Regions from separate parts of the Mus musculus genome. Here all the other regions are linked to region 2. The links are chromatin contacts, called in public promoter capture Hi-C maps. All regions are on one chromosome and are shown on one strand. The core of a region is the stretch at or near the end of the contact, and the rest is flanking DNA. Distances in the headings are between cores, read along the strand shown.

What was found. Promoter capture Hi-C pulls out the DNA fragments that hold promoters and counts their contacts. Capture Hi-C pulls out chosen DNA fragments and counts their contacts.
Region 1: a contact with region 2 is called in a promoter capture Hi-C map of adipose tissue, with 5 times the contacts expected there. The contact joins the promoter of Bhmg1 here to the promoter of Bbc3 in region 2. A contact is called at or near these places in 1 of 39 promoter capture datasets (liver), 2 of 115 datasets of contacts at active chromatin or transcription factors (astrocytes and bone marrow-derived dendritic cells) and 1 of 9 other capture datasets (adipose tissue).
Region 3: a promoter capture Hi-C map of embryonic stem cells shows a contact between it and region 2, with 4 times the contacts expected there. The contact joins the promoter of Opa3 here to the promoter of Bbc3 in region 2. A contact is called at or near these places in 2 of 39 promoter capture datasets (embryonic stem cells and liver), 1 of 484 Hi-C or Micro-C datasets (liver), 1 of 115 datasets of contacts at active chromatin or transcription factors (astrocytes) and 2 of 9 other capture datasets (adipose tissue and liver).

What each region holds. Positions count from the first base shown.
Region 1 is chr7:19,116,888-19,119,672 of GRCm38.p6, forward strand. It overlaps Bhmg1 (basic helix-loop-helix and HMG-box containing 1), which reads right to left and starts at 1,457. Exons shown (of 13, transcript NM_001370811.1): 1 at 1,291-1,457.
Region 2 is chr7:16,308,231-16,310,930 of GRCm38.p6, forward strand. It overlaps Bbc3 (BCL2 binding component 3), which reads left to right and starts at 1,353. Exons shown (of 4, transcript NM_133234.2): 1 at 1,353-1,631.
Region 3 is chr7:19,227,066-19,229,765 of GRCm38.p6, forward strand. Opa3 (optic atrophy 3) reads left to right here and starts at 1,324. Exons shown (of 2, transcript NM_207525.3): 1 at 1,324-1,519. The coding sequence starts at 1,378.

The DNA of each region.
Region 1 (2,785 bases), core at 207-2,706, 2.8 Mb after region 2:
CAGCCAGGGCTATACAGAGAAACTTTGTCTCAAAAAACAAAAACAAAAACAAACCAAAAGTCATGGATGTGCAAAATGTTGACTATTGAACCTCAAATAGGATTACACTCCTAATATCAAGATCACAAACCACTAACTGCCCCCCAACCCCCACACAGTCTCACCTTATACCAGCTCAGGTTTATGTAGTCAGGCTGGACTCCAAATCATAAAAGGTTATATGTGTGAATTACCACAGCCAGCTCAGACCACAAGCCTTAACACTGAAAACCCCAAATCCTAGAGGAAGGATATCCAGGGTATAAAAAAAAAAGAAAAAAGAAAAACCCTCACCACCCCAAATGTAGTGGGAATACCCAAGGGGTGCTTCCCCTTCTCAGAAGAGAAGGAGAGGGGCACTGGGGGAGGACCTACCAGAGGGGTAGGAGGGACTGAGAGGAGAGGAGGGCTGATATTGGGATGTAAAGTGAAAAAAAAATTTTAAAAAGATTTATTTATTTATTATATGTAAGTACACTGTAGCTGTCTTCAGGCACCCCAGAAGAGGACACCAGATCTCACTACAAATGGTTGTGAGCCACCATGTGGTTGCTGGGATTTGAACTCAGGACCTTCATTAGAGCAGTGAATGCTCTTAACCACTGAGCCATCTCTCCAGCCTCGAAAAAATAATTTTTAAAAATGTGTTTCATGTCCTACAATAAATATCTCTAAACTCTAAAACTGTCCCTTCAGATCCTCACATTGTGATTTCCTTCTTAGAAAACTTAGACCTCACGCATGCATCCCACTGAGACCTGGAACCCTAAATTGACACCTATACGCAATGAGTAGCACGACGACTCCAGGCTTTAAAATTAATTCTCAAAGACCCAAGCCGTGCCCACTCCAGAGCCTATTTTCCTGCTTTGATGGTCTCCACTGATACTGAAAAGCCCCAACCCTGTCAAATTAGACCTCTGACCCTCCGAACGTAACCCCTGGAACCCCAAACTAAGATTTCCAGATCTCCCGTCTTCAGCTTCCAAAAGCCGAGCCTCGAACAGGAGACCCCATGTCTCAAACGCCACTAATAACTTTCCAGAAACCCAGCCTGGATTCCCTCAAACACAAAGTCTACCCTCAAACCGGTCTCGAGCTCTGGGGTCCCTCTCCATCCGACCTAGAGCTCCCTAGGGGGTCACGGCCGCAGGGTGTGACTCTGACGACTCCTCACCATCTCCCCGCTACCTCAAGCCAGCTAGAGCCAGGGCGTCTGCCGCCCCACACCCGTTGGTCACCAGCACTCACCTCAAGATTTGCAATATGGCGTTAAGCCTCGACTTCTGCTTTGGCACTGGGCTCACGCTTCGACAGTCTGAAGGCTCCGGCAGCGGCTCGCGCGGCTCCCGCGGCTCGCGGGGTCCCAGGGATGCAGACCGCGTGCCTCCCGACGCGCAGACCGAGCGAAGAATGGCAGGGCGCGAGGCTGTGGCGCGAAGGCACCAGAGCGCCTGAGGCGAGGCCACGCCCCCTCCACGTTCCCGCCACGCGGTGCCAGGCACGAGCAGAGGAGCGTTGGAAAAGGGCAGTGCGGCGAGTGCGCACGCGCACCCGGGGCAGGGCACGGGCCACAGCTCCGACACGTGCTCCCGCTCCCGCGCTCGCAGCATCAGCCAATCAGCTCTTGCTCCATTACCCGCCCTTTCCTCAGGCCACGCCCTCTGTTTTGCCCCGCCCCCTGACCTATTTACCTCAGACCCCAGCAGGATTTGCCAGGTGTCCGCAAGCGCGAGGTGTCTGTACTCCCCCTGCTGGCCCTCCTGTGTCCCCATCCGACCCTTTCGCTTTAGGGCGCATCTGCTTAAAGACCACTGTGTGTCAAGTACCTTGTTCAGGCGGCTAACTTCGCCACCTTTCCCTGAAACGAGGCTTTGTAGACCCCATGGAAATGCCAGTTCCTGTAGCTGCAAACAAAGTAACCTTTAGTGTCTGAGTGTGGATCCAGTCTTGCTATATAGCCCAGGCTTGCCTACTACTTGTAACCGTTTTGTCTCAGGTCTGTCTGGAACGCAAGGAATGCACTACCTTGTAACTCAGGTTACAAACTACACAATTTATTTTTAAAAAGCATTTTAGTTTTAACTAGGTATACATGTTGGGGGGGTGGGGGGGAGGAATACTGCACGCAGGTGTCCCCAGATGCCAGAGGCATCAGATGCCCCTAGAGCTGGAGTTTTAGACAGGGGCTTCTAGGGGCATCTTCAGGGGCAAATGCAAATTCTCTGCAAGAGCGATGTCTTCCTAACCTCTGAGTAGTCTTTCCAGCTTCATCTTTATTTTTTGACACAGCGTCTCATACCCTTGACCAGGCTAGTCTCAAACTCACAGAGGTACACTAACCTCGGCGTCCAAAATGGTGCGATTAAAAGTGTGTGCCACCACGGCAGATTCAAACCGTACATTTTGGAAATGCTGCCAAGATTCCTGCCCTTCTGGAGGCTCTGTTCTACCTGTGATGTGAACATAGTGCCTGGGCTTTTCCTCACTTCGATATCTTGTTTTCTTTATTTGCCAATTAGGAGGTGGTGGTAGGCAAGTGTGGGGAGTGAGATGAAGGTGAGAAATGGGAGAGAAAGTTTGGGAAAACTCATATATTATTAATTATTTGTCAACTAACATGATAAATCAATAAAGTTGTTCTTCCTAAACTCTTCATCCCTCGCTAACGTCCCTTTGAAGTAGCCTCGATTCTCTTTTCAAGGGCCTCGGGCCAAAATGGAGGCGGCTGGACTCTATTTCCCAG
Region 2 (2,700 bases), core at 103-2,602:
GGCCAGCCTGGTCTACAAACTGAGTTCCAGGACATCCAGGGCTACACAGAGAAACCCTGTCTTGAAAAACCAAAAAAGAAAAAAAAAAAAAGGGGGGGGCCTGGAACTCACTATGTAACTCAGACAGACTCCAACCTTGCAACCACATTCCTGCTTTATCCTCTGGAAGTGCTGGGAAGACAGGTGTAAGTGACTATGTTTATTTCTTTAACAAGTGTCTTATCTCACATGGCTGTGTGACACCCTTTCACAGCGGGCCCAGTGCTGGGCACCCATAGGTAAGTAATATACTCAGTAAGTTTGGTGACAGTTTGGGTGAGACAGAGAGTCTGTCAAGTGCCGTGAGAGATGTCTACGGCTTGGGAGGAGGAAGGGTCACTGTTTCAAAAGGGAAGGGAAATAAATGACTTTTAGAAAAGGGAAAGGAAACAGAAACAACAGACAGGATGAAATAGGGTGCAGGGGGCTGCCCGGGCATGTCTGTGCCAGGAGCACAGGGCTGCCTCTTCCCCATTTGTCCAGTGCCAGATGGGTATTACGCCAGGCGGGCCAGGTGTTTAAGTTCACGAGTGTAACCCGCCATCAAGCCATTTAGCAGGAACCTGTCTCAGGAGTGACTTTGTGAGCACAGGTCTGGGCTCAGTTTCTTCTGTATGTGACTGGCATGTTTTGTAGGGTCAGCCAGTGCAGTCTAGTGGCTGTGCTTCAGCTATTGCGGGTGTCAGCCTGAGAGTGCTATTTGGATTGGAGTGTGTGTCCCTCTGAACCTGCCAGGAAGTTGTTCTGAGAAGGGGTCAGCCTTTAGTGTAGTGTGAATGCCCTAGGCATCTGGGGACACGGGTTTGTGCGTCGGAGACTGTTTGAATATTGTTTGTGCAACTACGTTTTGGGTTGTCACTGTCTGTGTGTGACCCAGTGAGCCAGTAAGTAAGATAATCTGGATGTCTGGGTCTGTGTGAGCTCGTGTGTCCAGGCCCTTGTCCTGATGTGTATCTGTGCCTCTGGTCTGACTTTGTGTCCCTGTGGCTCAGTCATCACTGACTCAGTGCACCCTGGCGTGCCAGTCCGTTAGTCTGAGCGTACTCCTCAGGTGTGGGTGTGGGTCCCAGTCAGTGTGTCAGTGTGTCAAGCGTGTGTCCGGACACCCTAGGTCTGGGCTGTCCCCACGCTGCTCCTCCTGCCTGGACCAGGCCTCGCCCCGCCCCTCTGGCTGCCGGGAAACCCCCCGCGCCGAGGTAGGGGGCGCGGCGCCCGACTGCAAGCCCCGACTTGTCCCCAGCCGCGGGCGGGGCCCTGGCGTCACGCGGGGGCGGGGCGTGGGAGCCAGCGAGAGGCGGGGCGGGGCGGCCGCCGAGCGAGCGGGGCCCGGGGATCTGCCGGGAGGCCTGAGACGCGGCATAGAGCCACATGCGAGCGGGGAGCCCAGGAGGCGGCGGCGACACCAGCAAGCAAGCAGCAGCAGCGGTGATCCGGACACGAAGACTCCAGAAGCAGCAGCAGTCACTGCAGTTAGAGCAGCAGGAGCAGCAGCAAGGTGCCTCAATAGCAACCCACTCGGCGGGCGAGCCCTCCAGAAGGCAACCGCCCGCCACCCCATCGCCTCCTTTCTCCGGAGTGTTCATGCCCCCGGGGTGAGTGAGCACCCCGATTCCCGAAGCTGCTTACGAGCGGCAAGGCCCGGAGGGCTCCCTGGAGGAGGTGACGGGGTGCACGGGCCGATAGGACGGTCGCCTTGCATTCCCGCAGCTTGTGCCCCAGCTTTCATCACTGGGACTAAGGCTGGGCCAGGCGGGCGGGAAGGAAGCACCTGGGACTCAGGGCGCCCTGTCTGGGCGCACAGGTGCCACAGCGGTCTGGCGGGTTTGTTTACAAACAATGGGGTTCGGGCTCGCCCGCGCCCCCTGGTGGCTAGTGAGACCTGGGAGGAGCGTGGCCCCGGGCTCGCTCGAGTCCCCCGAGTCCCACTGCGGGAGGGTTGGGGTGGGGGGTGGCACCGAGGATCGGCCACACCCAGAGCGCGCGCCCGCCGGGGGCGGCGACAGGGGGCGGCGGAGGCTGTGGCTCCCGCGGGCGGGGGCTGCGCCCCAGCAACAGCCGGTTATTGGCCCCGCGCGCGCTGGGCGGGCGGGGCGGGCGCACGTGGCGGCGTCGAGGGGGGGGGCTGTGACAGCGGAGGGGCGGCGGGGACCGCGCGTGCGGGGCTGTGGATCTGCAGGTGTCTCGCCTGGGTGTGTGTGCTCGTGTTTGGCTCCCGAGTTTGTATCCCTACACCGAGATGTTGGCGTTTGTCACCCGGAGGGGTGTCTGCGTGAGTCCTTGCCCGCGTGTCTGCGGGGTGGGGTGCACCTGTCCGTTTACGGGTGTGGGTGGCCACCCCCCAAACCAGAGTTGTATACGTGTGCTCTTAAGGGGTGAAAAGGGGATCTGTATCTGTCGCTTGCCTGGTAGTGTTGGTGGTGGTGGTGCGGACGACCGGGGCACTTGAGCTGTGTTTGTGTGTCGCTTGAGTGAGCTGTGTTGCTGTGCAGGGGTCTCGCCCAAGTGTGCGCTGCGTGTGTGTGTGTGTGTGTGTGTGTGTGTGTGTGTGTGTGTGTATGCGCGCGCGCGCGTGCTGTCTCTGGGTGTCTCCAAGACAAGCATCTGCTGTACCCAGCTTTTGGGATGGGATGCCACCCAGTGCCTGATCGCTCGCTGGGTGAC
Region 3 (2,700 bases), core at 74-2,573, 2.9 Mb after region 2:
TGATAGCCACGACCCCTCTGCTCCTTTGCCTTCCGGTCCCTTCCCGTCCCCAACTACCCATCCTCACGCCACCATCCAGGAATTTCTCTCAACTAAGTCTTGACTTTGTTTATATGATTTTGCTCCCTGCTGGGTAAGGGAGGACAGTCTGGGACATGTCCTTAAAGTTCCTTCCTGAGCCAGCTCCCTGGGGACCCTTACCCTCCAAAGGAGGAAGTCAGGCTGCTTGAGAACCAGTGATATTAGGCAATGTGGTGGCTGAGAAGCCCCGTGTCACCCCGTTCTTATGGGACCCTCAGTCTTTCACTCGGTTACTTGGGAAAAGGATGGATTAGCTGTAGTGCACATTTGGGCTTTGCGGGACATGCTCTACATGTAGTTACTTCCTGTGTTTTACATTCAGGATTCACACACAAAGCTGACTAGTAGAGCCACTCAGTGAGCATGGCGCAGCGATAGAGTCACCGCCTAACCCCCTCCCCCCTGGGAGGAGCTGGAGTCTTTTGCTCAGTGGTGGAGCCCCCCTCCTAAGATGGGAAATGCCTTGGGGTTCAGAGACACAAGCCTCACAACACAGAAAACACAAGACAGGTACTGTTATGTGTGACATTTTGCTCACGGGGATGCTGACATCAATGCTGGGCCGTGTAGCGCAGGGCTGTGATCCCAGCACCGCACTGCGGCACAGACACAGGAGGATCAGGAGTTCCAAGGACAGCGTAGGCTACACATTGAGTTCGGAGCCAGGCTGGGTTACACGAGACCGGCTTTTAAAAACAATTAGGGGAAAAAAAACAACAACAAAAAAAGAACGAACCGATTTCCTGAAGGGTTGAGTCACTCCTCCAACTTCAGAGAGTGAGTAAAGCGGCAGGTCTGTATGACTACGCGCTGACTCGCTCCCCTCCCCGGCGAGGGCACTAACCGCCGGGAAGGCGCACCCCGACTCTTTAGACTTAATTGGGACTCACCAGGCGCCTCCTATGGGCAGGGAAATCGACTCAGTACGTGACATCACGCAAGACGCGGTGACGTCAGTACGTCGGGACTAGGGCTCCGGCCACGCTCCCACGAGCGGCCGTTTAACGGCACCGCCCTCTGACGCTTCACTTCCGCCGCACATTTGCATACCCAACGTACGGACGTCGAGGCGTCGACGCGGCGACGTCACGAGCGCCCGCCCCCCCCCCAGCAGACAAACACCCTCCCCACCACCTCCGCCGCGAGCGTGCAAACGCACGCTCCTACGTAGGCACGTAGGCAAGTCCTTCCTTACGCAAGCACGCACGGCCCACGGGCGGGTGGGGGAGGAACGGCGAGGTCGGCGGCGCCCCGCCCAGTCAGCAAGGTTGCGCGTGCCCCAGGGCGGCCGCCGAGATGGTGGTGGGCGCGTTCCCCATGGCGAAGCTGTTCTACTTGGGCATCCGGCAGGTTAGCAAGCCGCTGGCCAACCGTATCAAGGATGCTGCCCGCCGCAGCGAGTTCTTCAAGACCTACATCTGCCTACCGCCAGCCCAGCGTGAGTCTCACCCCAAGGCCTCTAGCCCTTCCATTCCCGATCTTTCTAGTTCAGGGGAACGGCGTCTGTGCTTGACCAATCCCGGCGCGAACCGGCAAAACGCTATAGCCAATGAGGATGGCTTCTGCTAGAGGGGCGTGTCACTGACCCAATAGGGAAGAAGGGAGAGCAGTCAGGGGCGTCACCGCGCGAGTTTGGAATGCAAGCCAATAGAGAAGAGGGCTTCTGGCGGTTGACGTCTACACCAGCCAATAGGATGAGGTGTGAGAAACACCAGGGTGGAGCTTATTGTCAGAAGTTAGGGGCGGGACCGAGAAGAAGTCCCCTTAGCGATCCGCTTCGGAGCCATCCTTAAGAGAGACACTTGACTACAGAAACCCCAGTTTGTCCCTCAGTTTCCCTTCGGCCCTGTGGGTGATTTGCGTATCACCCTGGGTTTAGAGCACAGAGCTTGTGCGTTAGTTTTACACTGAGTTAGGGTCGTGATAGTGTTGGAATCTTGCGACCTGGCAAAAGGATGAACCCAGAATGGGCGTCCTTCCGTTTATTTATGAGTTTCCTCACACCGATCCTTTTCGTTCGGTAGCCGCACCGTGCAGGCTTCTTAGCCCGACACTGGGAAAGATACGGTCCTAATATGTCCGCATTATGTCAGGAACTGTAGGCAGACTCGAGTTTAGAGCAGCCGGGTGAGCCAAGGGAGTCTCCTGAGCAAAGACCTCACTTGCTTCGCAAACGCACCAGATGTGTGCTCCTAGAAAAGACTGATCTCTGTAAAGCAGAGACGAGGGGGAAGTCTTTGTAATTTACCGAGAACTACCGTTCATGTTTGTCCAACGCCCCATGTAGCTTATAAATGATATGATGAGTGTTTGTTTTGAGCTGACCCTGCTTATAAAACAACAGGGTCTATCTACGCCAGTACCAGTCTGTCGAACCAAGACTCATACAGTGACAATCTAGATGGGATGGCAGAGCCCACTAGGTACCTGACCTGACATAGAGTACAAAGAGCACTTCCGGGTAGAGGGAATATTCCAACTGAGACTGAAGGGTGAGGAGAATCTCACCAGACCACTGAGGGACATTGTTGGCTCCAAGGGTGGAACATAGGCACTAAGGGGACCCTTGACTTTTCTCCTCCACATGTGTGTTTAATAAGATTCTTGGTCATTTTGGGT